2 separate regions of the Mus musculus genome follow, and region 2 is linked to region 1. The links are chromatin contacts, called in public Hi-C maps. All regions are on one chromosome and are shown on one strand. The core of a region is the stretch at or near the end of the contact, and the rest is flanking DNA. Distances in the headings are between cores, read along the strand shown.

Evidence for each region. A called contact is a pair of places that touch in the nucleus more often than the background predicts.
Region 2: a contact with region 1 is called in a Hi-C map of embryonic fibroblasts, with 2.6 times the contacts expected there. The contact joins two enhancer-like sites. A contact is called at or near these places in 7 of 484 Hi-C or Micro-C datasets (the 3T3-L1 cell line, the STO cell line, embryonic fibroblasts and 3 more) and 2 of 115 datasets of contacts at active chromatin or transcription factors (liver and pancreatic cancer cells).

The regions. Positions count from the first base shown.
Region 1 is chr2:113,534,150-113,540,410 of GRCm38.p6, reverse strand. All of the region lies in intron 7 of Fmn1 (formin 1), which reads right to left. Among named protein-coding and RNA genes, the nearest start is that of Gm13963, 150 kb to the right of the region's middle. Within about 2 kb of position 2,325, at least 49 of the 459 cell types and tissues checked have an H3K27ac peak or open chromatin away from gene starts, as enhancers often do. A contact at or near this core is called in the STO cell line, embryonic fibroblasts and pancreatic cancer cells, where this site is marked.
Region 2 is chr2:113,619,972-113,625,506 of GRCm38.p6, reverse strand. The region is part of intron 15 of Fmn1 (formin 1); the gene reads right to left. Among named protein-coding and RNA genes, the nearest start is that of 4930533B01Rik, 86 kb to the left of the region's middle. Within about 2 kb of position 3,671, at least 45 of the 459 cell types and tissues checked have an H3K27ac peak or open chromatin away from gene starts, as enhancers often do. A contact at or near this core is called in the STO cell line, embryonic fibroblasts and pancreatic cancer cells, where this site is marked.

The DNA.
Region 1 (6,261 bases), core at 1,076-3,575:
GAAAGCATCATAATTAAGGATCCCATCCTCCCCTAAGCCAGCCATTGTACTGATGTCGGCATTATTTGTTTACAGCCATCGTAGTCTACAAAGACTGAAGGAGGCCACGTCATGCTACTGGCCATGTCCGTTTACACTGTTGCATGGACGTGGGCTACATCAAAGTCCATTAAACACAGTGCCAGGAAGCAGAGGGACATTCTGTTAATGTTTGTTCTACCCCATGGGTTTCATTTGGCTTTGAGGGCATTCATCTCCCAGCATCTAGCTGAAATTCCTTCATTTTAATTGTGTAGTTGTGCCCCAGCAGGGCTCACACAAACACAAAGGTAGAGCAAAATGGATTTCTGCTTAGCCAGTCGGGCCCAAGCATCACTGAGTGAGGGATGAGACATCTGGTATAACCCAGCCTTCTGCTATCCTTTGGGATGACACTGAAGATGTTCATTGTTGTTGCTGTTTCTGGTGATGGTGATGCTGGCGATTCAGTGGAAACAGTGTCGATCTTTTGCAGACTACCGTACGGTTGAACCTTAGGAAAATGGAAGGATTTGTCCCATGCACGGAAATGGACAGTTGTTTGTCAAGCCCCTCAGGCCTTCTTATACTCTAGCTCTATGATTAGTCTACTCTTGTCTCTTATCACACTGGGCTTGCTAGAGAAAGCACATGGTTGGATACATCCCAAGCTGAAGTCCCATCCATCATCTTAAGTATTGATGAAAATGCCATAGTCATGTGAAAAAGAATGCTTAAAAGCTGGGTTCCAGACTTACCTTAAACTGAGAAAGTTGACAGAGTCCATGAAAGAGCAAAGAACAATGTGATAACTGGATCAGTGGATTGGGAATGAAGCCCTGGTATTTGTGGCTCTAGATTGCTTTTAAGACCCCCTACTCACCTACGATATTCTGCATATGCAAAACACCTTCATGTGACTTAACAAGGCACCTGGCCAAAAAAGGTCTATTTTCAGGCCTCTTCTACGGCTTTGCCACAGACTGACTTCCTGTTGCTCTGAGCAGAAATGCGGATCTCAGCTGATAGGTGAGAGTTCTGTGTCCTGATCCAAGCTCCACCCCCTTCTCCAGCCTCAGAAGCCCATAGCTTCCATGAGTGGCAATTCAAAGGCTAAGCCCCTAAAAGGCTGAGTTTCACAAAAGGCATCACAAGACCCAGCTCCCTGATGTCTTACTAATGCCTTCTAAACATAGAGTGCTGCAGGCATCTCGCTGCTGCACACTGAATCGCATTCTTCCCTGAGCAATCATCTCAGAGTCTCAGCTTTTCCATTAGCAAGATGATTAGAGTACAGAGTGATCTATTTATAATAAGCCCCAGCTTAAGCACTGTGGCTTTTCTTTGGCCCTGTTTTAAATGCGTCTCTCTTTGTTAATTAATGTGCTTTATCCCAGAGTTGCAGGTCACAAGGATGTTCCTGAGGTGGACAGGGAAGAGAGAACCACGCCCGAGGAGGATGCTCCAGCAGTTTTCAGGATTGGTGAGAATGCAATAGGCACATGAAAAGCAATGTTCCAGGCTTGTCCTAAACTGAGAAAGTTGACAGAGTCTATGAGGGTAGAGAACAATTCGATAACCAGACCGTGAATGGACTCGGAGCTCTCTTTTGTTTTTAAGACTCCCCTTCTCACCTGGGATATTTTGCACATGCAAAACACCTTCATGTGACTTAATAAGGCACCTGGCATAAAAGTTCATTAATGAAGATGAAAACACTAAAACTCAGGTTATTTAGTAACCGGGGCCTGGAGCCAGATCCCAATTAAACCACTGTTGTGGTAAAGGAAGGGATCAAACTGCCCAATAGGTTCCATCTGGCTGCTTCTGTGGGTCAGCAGAGTGCCTCATGGCCGTGTCAAATTAGCCTTTTCACCTTCTTTCCAGTGCAGAGGATCTAAAGTGCTTGTCCGGGGGCCCTGGGCTGCTCAGGGGTCCGACACTCACTTGGAAGGCCCTGGCAGGTAAGGAATCCAGCTGGAAACAAGCATGACTCACGGGGAGCCAAAACCTCTTTGTCATTCATTTCACTGGAGGGCCCCTAAACCTCCAATCCCATTTGTACCCCACTGAGGAGATCTGATAACGGTCCTGGCTTTTCAAACTTCTGGCGGGGGCCTCACTGACCCATAACAGGACTGTACACATGATTTCTTCTCATACTGTCTTTGTAAATTGACCATGGCTAACCTTGCAGTTCTAATCAGATCAATCAGAATAACATTTCTTTAGCTGCTGCTGGCTGGCAGCCTCCCGGGCTGACGTGTGACTCAGAGTCAGCAGTAGACACCAAAGTCCAATTTTTGAGTTTCCAGGGGTCTCAGGTTTCTTTTGCTTTTATCACAGTTGGTGAGCTTTGTAAGGCTCGTGTTTACAGCCATGCAAATTAGCCTCAGCTGGAGAGAACTCAGGTTGGGCCAAAAGGAAATCAAACAGCAGGTCAAAGGTATTTTATCAAAAATTACAAGTGTGGCCACAGGACTGGGGTTAAACCAGGCTCCCTTAGGAAGTAAGTGGACAGCTCTGTCTGGTGTAACCTGAACTCTTGGCCTTTAGAACACACACAGAAAAAAAAGTCTGTTAAGGGATGGTGGGGTGGTGAGGAGCCACGCCAACCCAGTAGTTCCAGACCAGTTCTACCAATGGCTATGGCTGTCAAGTACTCTTTGTGTACATGGACAACGGTGAATGAATGTTGCATCTTTAGAGAAAGAAATGTGTGTGCAACTTGGTCTGCAATATGCTCATTCAGTTTCTAAACGTCTGTGAGACAAGGTCTCCACAGGCAGATAAATTCTGATATTTTGTACCTGGAAAGTTGTTTAAACTTCCTTTCCAGATGCTATGATACTTATAAATGCTAAATGCTAAAAAACAAAAACAAAAACAAAAAACAAACAGACCAAAAAAAAAAAAACTCAAAAAACCCCAAAACAAACAAACAAAAAAACCCAGACCCTAGTCAGCTACCTTCAAGGCAAGGTAGTTGACTCCAAAGCTGCATTGTGATTTTCCAAAGATTGCCAGTACTTAAAAGAACTTCATTTTAAAATTATTCCATCAAAGCTAAATAGGGGTTATTAAAATCACAGTTACTCTCTGAGGCCGGATGAGTATCCAGGCCTCATACGACACAGCAGACGCTGTAAGGCAGCTGAGTCTGCAGAACACTCTAGGAGTACTGAGATATTGGTCTGGATGGGATTCCCTTGCCCAGTTGCCCCATTACACAGAAAGTTAAATTAAGGCTGCTGGATGTTTAGTGTTCTAGTCTTCAGAATCACCACCTGAGCCTCGGAACCCTTCAAACTGAAGCTCATCTATTGACAGAATGAGACGCCTGCCATAAGGAGACTTCAAAGGCCTTGTCCAGGACCTCATTCTTGCCTAGGGTCAGTGAGACCTACAAACCAGGCTCATGGACAGCGAGCCAGTGCGACTCTCACCAGACCAGGACTGGAAATGGTATTCTGATTTAGCGGAGTGACCCTGAAGTCAACATTGTAGTTACATTTAAATGAATGCATTGGTTTTCACGTAACTAAGAACACGGCTCTGAGCTGTCTGTCCTTGATTGGCTCCTTATGAGCTGTGTGATGCTGGGCGAATTACCCAACCTCTCTCCACTCCAATTTCCTCGATGACAAAATGGGAATAAGATGGTAATCATCTTCTTCAGGTCTTGTGGAATTAACTAAGTTAATACATACCAAGCAACTAAACTATTGGTAAACACCTCTTAGCGTTATTACTACAAGTGAAAACATGCCTGGTCATTTTTACTTGGAAAATACTCCAAAATCCAAAGTAATTGAGACTTCTGGTCACAATAAGCAGTTGGCTGGACGGAGGGGTGCAGGGAGTCTATGGTGGCCATCACGTACACAGATGAGTGTGCCCTGCAATGCTTTTCCAGTTTAGCGTTCAGCACCCGCATGACCTGGGGTTATTAACCTTGAGTACATATATAGGACCTTTCATTCTACTTTTCCCATCTTCAAAATACTTCTCTTTAGGGTTGGAAGCCACCATCACTGTCCCCCCACCCCCACCCCCAGCATGGCAACTGGGCCTCATCTCTTTTCCAGCTCTACCCATAGTCACCATCTCAGACAGGGTCCTACACTTGGGGGAAATGAATGAGCTTCCAGGCCAAAAAAAAAAAAAAAAAAAAAAAAAATCGCTGGATTTAACTGATTTTCTTTGAGTATACCTCCAGGTATCTAATCACACCTTGTACTTTTAAATTAGATGATATTCAAATGCATATTCAAATAACTCTTTTCTGTCTTTATTTAGATTTTAAAACTATAGTGGAAAGAGGGAAAGGTTCTGGAATTAGTTCCAAAGGAGCCAAGTCCCATCCATTTTAGACGACAAGCATTCGTTCCAAGCTCTGCAACTCTGCCGAGAAACAGTTTTTACTTCGCTGACACCCACAAGCTTCGCTAATATGCACTTGGCTCTGAGAGTTCAGGATAATGTGCTGTAAAAATCTGGCCTCCTGGGCTTCCATTGCTCTGGGAGAAGACATTTAGCTGTGACTCTCATTGTAAAGTGCCCTCTTGTGGCTTTAAGGAGGTATTGACAGTTCTGGTGACACTTGAAACTGGCCCTGAGTTAACAACCTAGATTAAATTATTCTTTTAACAGCCAACTGGAGAAACAGTGCTTAGAGTTGATAATCCAAAAGAAGCACTAATGTCCATATACGATAAGCTTTCCCCACTTTTAAAAAACAAGCTGATAAAGGAGATGTGCAAGCCAACTTTGGGTGTCATCTCAAGTCTAAATAAAGCTGGAAAGGGACAAGTGTTGTGCTGGTGCCTGTCCGGGAGAGGCTCTCACTTCCTCTGGGTGAATCTGGCTAGCTGGAGTCTGATAACTGCAGAATAGGAAAGCCCTGAGTATTCCAAGTCCTACTCCAGGAATCTGGGTGAAGTACTGACATTCTCAGGGCACAGAGGAGTACAATCAACACATGGGCATCCTGTACAGGATAACTCAACCCCACATGCTTTTATCAAACACAAGAGAAGTGTAAAAAAGATGGACAAACTTATCCTTATCCCCAGGCGAAAAATAACATACATACCTCCCCAAGGCAGCCCAGAGAAATTATCATTGTTACAAAAGTTTGAGTAATATAAACTTGGAAGGGCAGCAGGTTATAAAAACCCTATAAATTTATGTTCAGCCTTCCAAGCAATGTTCTCTTTCCACCCTTCTCCCCTCCTCTCTACAATGAGACACGAAGTCTGGGACTTGAGCATTTAAGCCACAATCCTCGCCAAAGTGACCAAATTACAATCAATGCTGAAGCATTTTGGCACCAGAAAGTTTCAACAGAGTATCATCTGCAGAGCCATCACAGCCCATCTCCCCCAAAGGGCTCAGAGAAAGTAGTCAGTACTTCATTAATTCTGAAGAACTATCTGCTGAGGAGACAGAGGGAGGAGAATGCTTTTTATACATCTCAGAGAACAGGAAGCAGACAGACAATTCACAATTCAAAGTCAGATCACATCTCAAGGGCAGAAGGAGATTGGCGGGTCTCGAGATTTTCTGTCAAGCAAGTTTAGACCAGAACTGGGAGGCTTATCACGGACGTAGTGACCTCCTTGACAGATGCCAAGAGAAAAGAGCCTCTGACAACAGACTCTTGGATGCCCGTCAAGGCCCTGACCTTCTTGCTTGAGAACAAATGTAACTCAGGGGCAGTGTAAACACAGGCACACTAGCAGTGTAAACACTTATCTTACAGTGCAAGAAAGAGAACGCAAGCCAACTCCAGTTGAAGTACTGTTGGAATGTGTCATTATAGGAAGTTGTGGAATGCTTCCATAAATACTGGAAAATGAGAACACACTGGAGATGTTCTAGATTCTTTTCTAAGGTTTTTTTTTTTTTTTTAAAGACACAATCACATGTAGCCTAGCCTACCCTAGAACTTACATCCTCCTGCTCCAGCTTCTTAGGTGCTAGGATTACAAGGGTGTCTCAATACACCTGGCAATATTTTCTTCCCAAAGCTTTGATGTGACAATAGTTTATACAGAAATTAACATAAAGTTCCAAGGGATGCCTAAAAACATCTTCATAATTACAATTCCTTTGATTCCCATAACAGCTATGCTACGAACTGATATTCTCAAATATATATAAAAATAAAAGGTGATGTGAGAAGGCCATCTGCTATGAAAAGAGGAATAATAAAGACTACCCGTGGTGGTGGTGGTATGA
Region 2 (5,535 bases), core at 2,422-4,921, 84 kb before region 1:
CTCCCTGTTTGTTCTGCTGTCTTTGCTGCCACAGCCTCCTGTCCAGTCCTGACCCCCCTGACAGCTTCTTATTAGATCTACCATTAATTGTAGTGCTCTTTCGGATTTCTATACAAGGCTTCCTTTCTTGCCATGCTATGCCATCTCATCCCAATAAACATTTCAGTGACCATTTGTAAGAGGTGACCTTCCTTCACACACCCTGCCCATACACCTCTCCTGGTGATCTCCTAGATCCACTGATATCCATTAACCTGTTTGTACCTCCTCAACTGTTCTTCCTGTGCTCATGATTGCTCTGATTTGTCCCAAACTGGAGGCAAGTTACAACATCTGATAACACCAGCCCCCTGTTTATATCTAATGTGGAAGCCATGCAATTTCTCAAACAGCTTACTCGGCCCTGGAGGGGCTGGCTCCTGCCCACTCCCTCTCAAATTCCTGTCATCCTTCTTCTACTTGAATTATTGTTACACATATGTATATAGATACAGATAGATCACATCTCAGTACTAGATCCGAGATCTCCAATGAGTTCCTGAAACCAAGCACTCTGCCTTACCCCCTCCAATATAAGTCAGGATAGGTGGTATGTGATATTCTAGCTTAAGGCGAGAGATGTTGTCTTTCACAGGAGAGGAAGACTTTGAATCACCTTTAAGAGCTGGTTACAGACAGGCAAGGGTAAAAGGACAGGAACAAATGACTTGGACAAGGCTGGCTTCTGTGATGCCTCACAACTTCACTAAAGCCACCTGAGCACACACTGACTCCTGTGCATGTGAGCTGTGAACAGAAATGGAAATGAGTTGTATACTGAGCTTAGAGATGGGACAGAAGAATGCTCTTGCATAAGGAGAAGGGAAACTACTGCTATTTGCCACTGTGCCACACGTTAGGGATAAATACCTAACAAGACCCACATTCCGTGAGACTATGCCGGGGCCTGGCAAACACAGAAGTGGATGCTCACAGTCAGCTATTGGATGGATCACAGGGCCCCCAATGGAGGAGCTAGAGAAAGTACCCAAGGAGCTGAAGGGATCTGCAATCCTATAGGTGGAACAACAATATGAACTAACCAGTACCCTCTGGAGCTCGTGTCTCTAGCTGCATAGGAATCAGAAGATGGCCTAGTGGCCATCAGTGGAAAGAGAGGCCCATTGGTCATGCACACTTTATATGCCTCAGTACAGGGGAACGCCAGGGCCAAGAAGTGGGAGTGGGTGGGTAAGGGAGTGGGTGGGGGAGGGTGTGGGGGACTTTTGGGATAGCATTGGAAATGTAAATGAAATAAATTCCCAATTAAGAAAAAAAGACCCACATTCCTCTTATAAAACTGCAGCCTACCGACAGTGAAACAAAACAAAACAAAACAAAACAACAGAAACAAAAGTCCCATGAAATCAATACATTATATTACAGTGTGGTGTCACGGAACACTGGGTAGGGCATTCTTAAAGTATACAGGGCTAGGAAAGCTTATTCAGAAAGGACAGCTTATGAAACAGATTGAAATGCCAAGAGAGGCAATGGGAGAGGGAACACCAGGAGTGACACTAAAGCATGTTGAGGTGGCACGGTGGTGTAGTACATCACAAGAACTCAGAGTCCTCTTCCCCTTGGTTTCCTATTGACCAGAGTTTAGCTTCAAGGAAAGTGTCTATAAGAGCAGATCTCTGGCTCCAGAGATTTATCAGGTGATGTGCTGGGGCGGGTGGTTCCAGAGTCCACAAAGAGGAAAGGATATCAGAAGGCACTATAAACATAGGGGGCTTAGAGTTTTCTTTAAACAAGCTGTTTTCTTTAAACAGCTCACCGTGAAGATACTCGACTGGAGTTTTTTTGTTTGTTTGTTTGTTTTTTGGTTTTTTTGTTTTTGTTTTTTTTTTTTTTTTCTTCCAAGACAGTGCTTCTCTGTATAGCCCTGGCTGTCCTAGAACTCACTTTGTAGACCAGGTTGGCCTTGAACTCAGAAATCAGCCTGCCTCTGCCTCCCCAGTGCTGGGATTAAAGGCGTGCACCACCACACCCGGCTCGACTGGAGATTTTAATTGAAGTAAAGGAGCAGACCATGAAAGAGCTTGAGAGTGGGAATCCAGGGTATTACTCAGAACATGTTAAGCTTGAAATGATAACTAGACACTCATGTTGTATATAAAAGCATGCACTCGAGGACACATGACTGAGACAGAAATACACCAGGGAGTCATTGACATAAAATTGGTATTTAAAGCCACAGCAATAGATGGGTTGCCAAGGAGGGACCATAGCCAGAGAAGAGAGGGCTTCAGCACACAGCCTGGGGCATGCAGACACTGCAGGAGAGGCCAGCTGGGAGGAAAAATGAGAAACGAGGAATGCAGAATTATCCAATGCAAGAGGAAAGCAGTACAGCGGGAAGGGCAAAGTGTACACCAGCCCTATACAGTTCTGTCCATCAAAGAAAATGGACAGGGAGGTGACTGGTGAATCTGCCGCCATGGGAGTCACTGACAACATCACAATGTTCACTGCTAAGTGGGGGCGGGGAGTGGTATGCTGAGATGGAGACCGGTAGGCTAGGCAGAGACCCACTCTGTAGCCATGTATGTATAGTTAAGTTTTAATATGTGTGTGAAATTAAGATGGAGAAAGAATGGCTAAAGCACAGGTGGGCCAAGGAGAGTTTGTTTTCAGGTGACATGAAAAACCTGCCATAGGCCACATGCTTGAACACTGCCTTCAGCTAGTGGTGCTGTTTTGGAAGGCTGTAGAACAGTAATGAGGTAGCTCTCTGCTGGAAGAGAGAGTCGACTGGGAGAAGAACTTGAGGGTCTGTGTCTAGACCCAGTTCCTGTCCACTATCTGCTTCCTGACTGACCATGAGATGTAAACAGCCAAAGTTGAGATTTTTGTGACCATGCACTCCCAGCCATGGTAGGCTATATCCACCTGGAACTGTAAAGCCAAAAGAAATTCTTTCTTGATAGGGACTTCATCAAATTAGATCAGAGAGCACTAGATGGAACAATGGGTAAAAATCTTGCTATGCAACCACAGAGACCTGAGGGATGAAGGAGGCTAGTGACTACTCAGTCTATCTGAAACAAACAAGCTCAAGGTTCAGTGAGAGGCCTTGCCTCAAGAAAAAGAAAAAAAAATGGTTGAGGAAGATGTAAAGTCAACCTCTGGCCTCTGCACATATTTGTACACACACACACACACACACACACACACACACACACACACATACACACACACACACACACACACACATCAGATCAGTTTCTAGTTGCTGAGATGTTTCAGAGATCCTCTTATGGAGTAGGACTCTGTCGAAAGGACCTTCCATTGGGCTGCTCTGATTAAGTACAGAAGGGTCACAGCCCTCTAGGGAGTGGGTGCCTCTTTCTCCAGAGGAATGTTGTATAAAAATAAACCCTCCAGGAATCTCAGGCCTAGGGGAATCCCATGATTCTGATTCACTTCACTGAGGGAGGCTGCTGGAGATCAAATGCACCTTAATGTCCCATGATTGTGAGTATTTTGCATGAAGAAATTTAAGCAGAAGTGACAGGGCTAAGTGAGGACCTGCCAACATGCTTTAGGACTTCTGGAAAGATTTGCGAAGCCGGGCCACCAACTGCAGCCTTTGCACGGCATTGTCTACACTATTCATAGGACCCTCCTATCGGACATCAGAGCTGAGTCACAGTTTCCACTGTGATGATTATGTGGTTATGGGTGCAGCCTTGGTCTGTGAGACATTAGCATGAAAAATATTCATTAATCACCTACCCACGACTAGCCTAAATACAGATGGATTGGGCATGATTTGATTTATAGAGTGTTAAATGATCCAGCCATATACCAAAAAATGTTCCTTGCATAGGTCTTCATGAAAATTGTCATCTTCAGAAGCCTTCATTTGAACTAATGACTGTAATTCTAGCAGGTCTTGTGAGGTATATAAATACATAACTTGAAAGATAAAGCATTATCAAGAAGGATTTGTGACTATGTTGCCATAAATCCATTTGTTTAGAGAAATAAGGATATTTCAAGCAACAGACAGAAAAGCTGGATCAGTCATCCCTGCACCGGGGAGGCTGAGGCTGGAGGATAATGAGCTGCAGGCTAGCCTGGGCTACATAGTAAGTTTTAGCTTAGGCTGGGTTGTGGAATAACACCCTGTCTCCAAAAAAAAGTCTTTGTATGAGAGAGAAAGAGAGAGGGGAAAAAGAGAAGAAAGAAAAGAAGGAGGGAGGGAGGAGGGGAGGGAGGGAGGGAGGGAGGGAGGGAGGGAGGGAGGGAGGAGGGAAAAAAGGAAGGAAGAAAAGAAGGAGGGAAGGAGGGAGGGACAGAAGGAGGGAAGGAAAGAAGGAAGGAGGGAGGGAAAAAAGAGAGGGACAAAGAGAGATTGTGTGTGTGGGGTGTGTGTGTGAGAGAGAGAGAGAGAGAGAAAGAGAGAGAGAGAGAGAATGGAAAACAAATGGCAATTCAGCAAGGCCAACTTCCAGATTGACTCTAAGCCATGTGTGGCAGGAGCTAAGCATGACATTACTAGGCTTCTACAGGGAAGGAAATTCATCTTGGAGAAGACCAACAGTTAGCTTCTCAAAAGTACTATAAAGGTAACAGACACATGTGCAGAAAATTAAAATAACAATATAAACCTACTAGTGGAAAACTCTTCCATGGTACCATGGCGAGAACGGAGCCGGCATTTTCCCTTTCGTTTTTTCTATGTCTAGGTCTCTGTATCACAGCCTTGCTGTCTGTAACAATTGTAACAACACACAGGTTGCCTTTATCCATGAGCTTTTATATACCTACAATTGCCAACATAACATGTATAATTTCTATTAATCTTTCACTTATACTTTCTGACATTCTTTTGTAAAATTCATGAGCATTGTATTTTAGAGTCATAAGAAATTTTCAACTGCACACGCCATCGGTCACTTAGCAGTTCCGCTACAGCTGGGCAGGAAAGCCTTTCTGCAGCAGCCTACAGGGAGTCGGGGGCTAAGCTATGGCTGTCTCCATACAAATGTATTCTGAGTTCAGGTTTGCCTCCTTAGGCTGTAGCAGGCTAAACTACATGAAAAGTGGGAAAACAGTTCTCGGAGTTCTCAAAACATGGTGGCCACATCACTTTTGGTACAGCCAAAGCTTACACTACTGCGAGAGATGACAAGGAGAGTCTTTGAAAACTGTGATTTCCATGCGACTCTGCAGAGGTGGGTGAGCCCCAGAGGCTAGAACTGTGTCTGCCACGGAATACAGCAACTTAAAGTGATTATTCTCTAGAAGGGATAATGGCAAGAAACTTAGTCAAATAGACAATAACTGGTGATCTATAAAAGTTGACAATAAGCATAAGGTTGTTTTTTAAGTCTATTAAATAACCCGCTTTTTTTTTAGAGGGGCATTCTAACAACACATTTAATTTTATCAATACATACACACACATTTACATCAAACACTATTTCTCAAATATACATTTTTATATCATTAACATAAATGTAGGATGTTCAGATTAGCCAATCA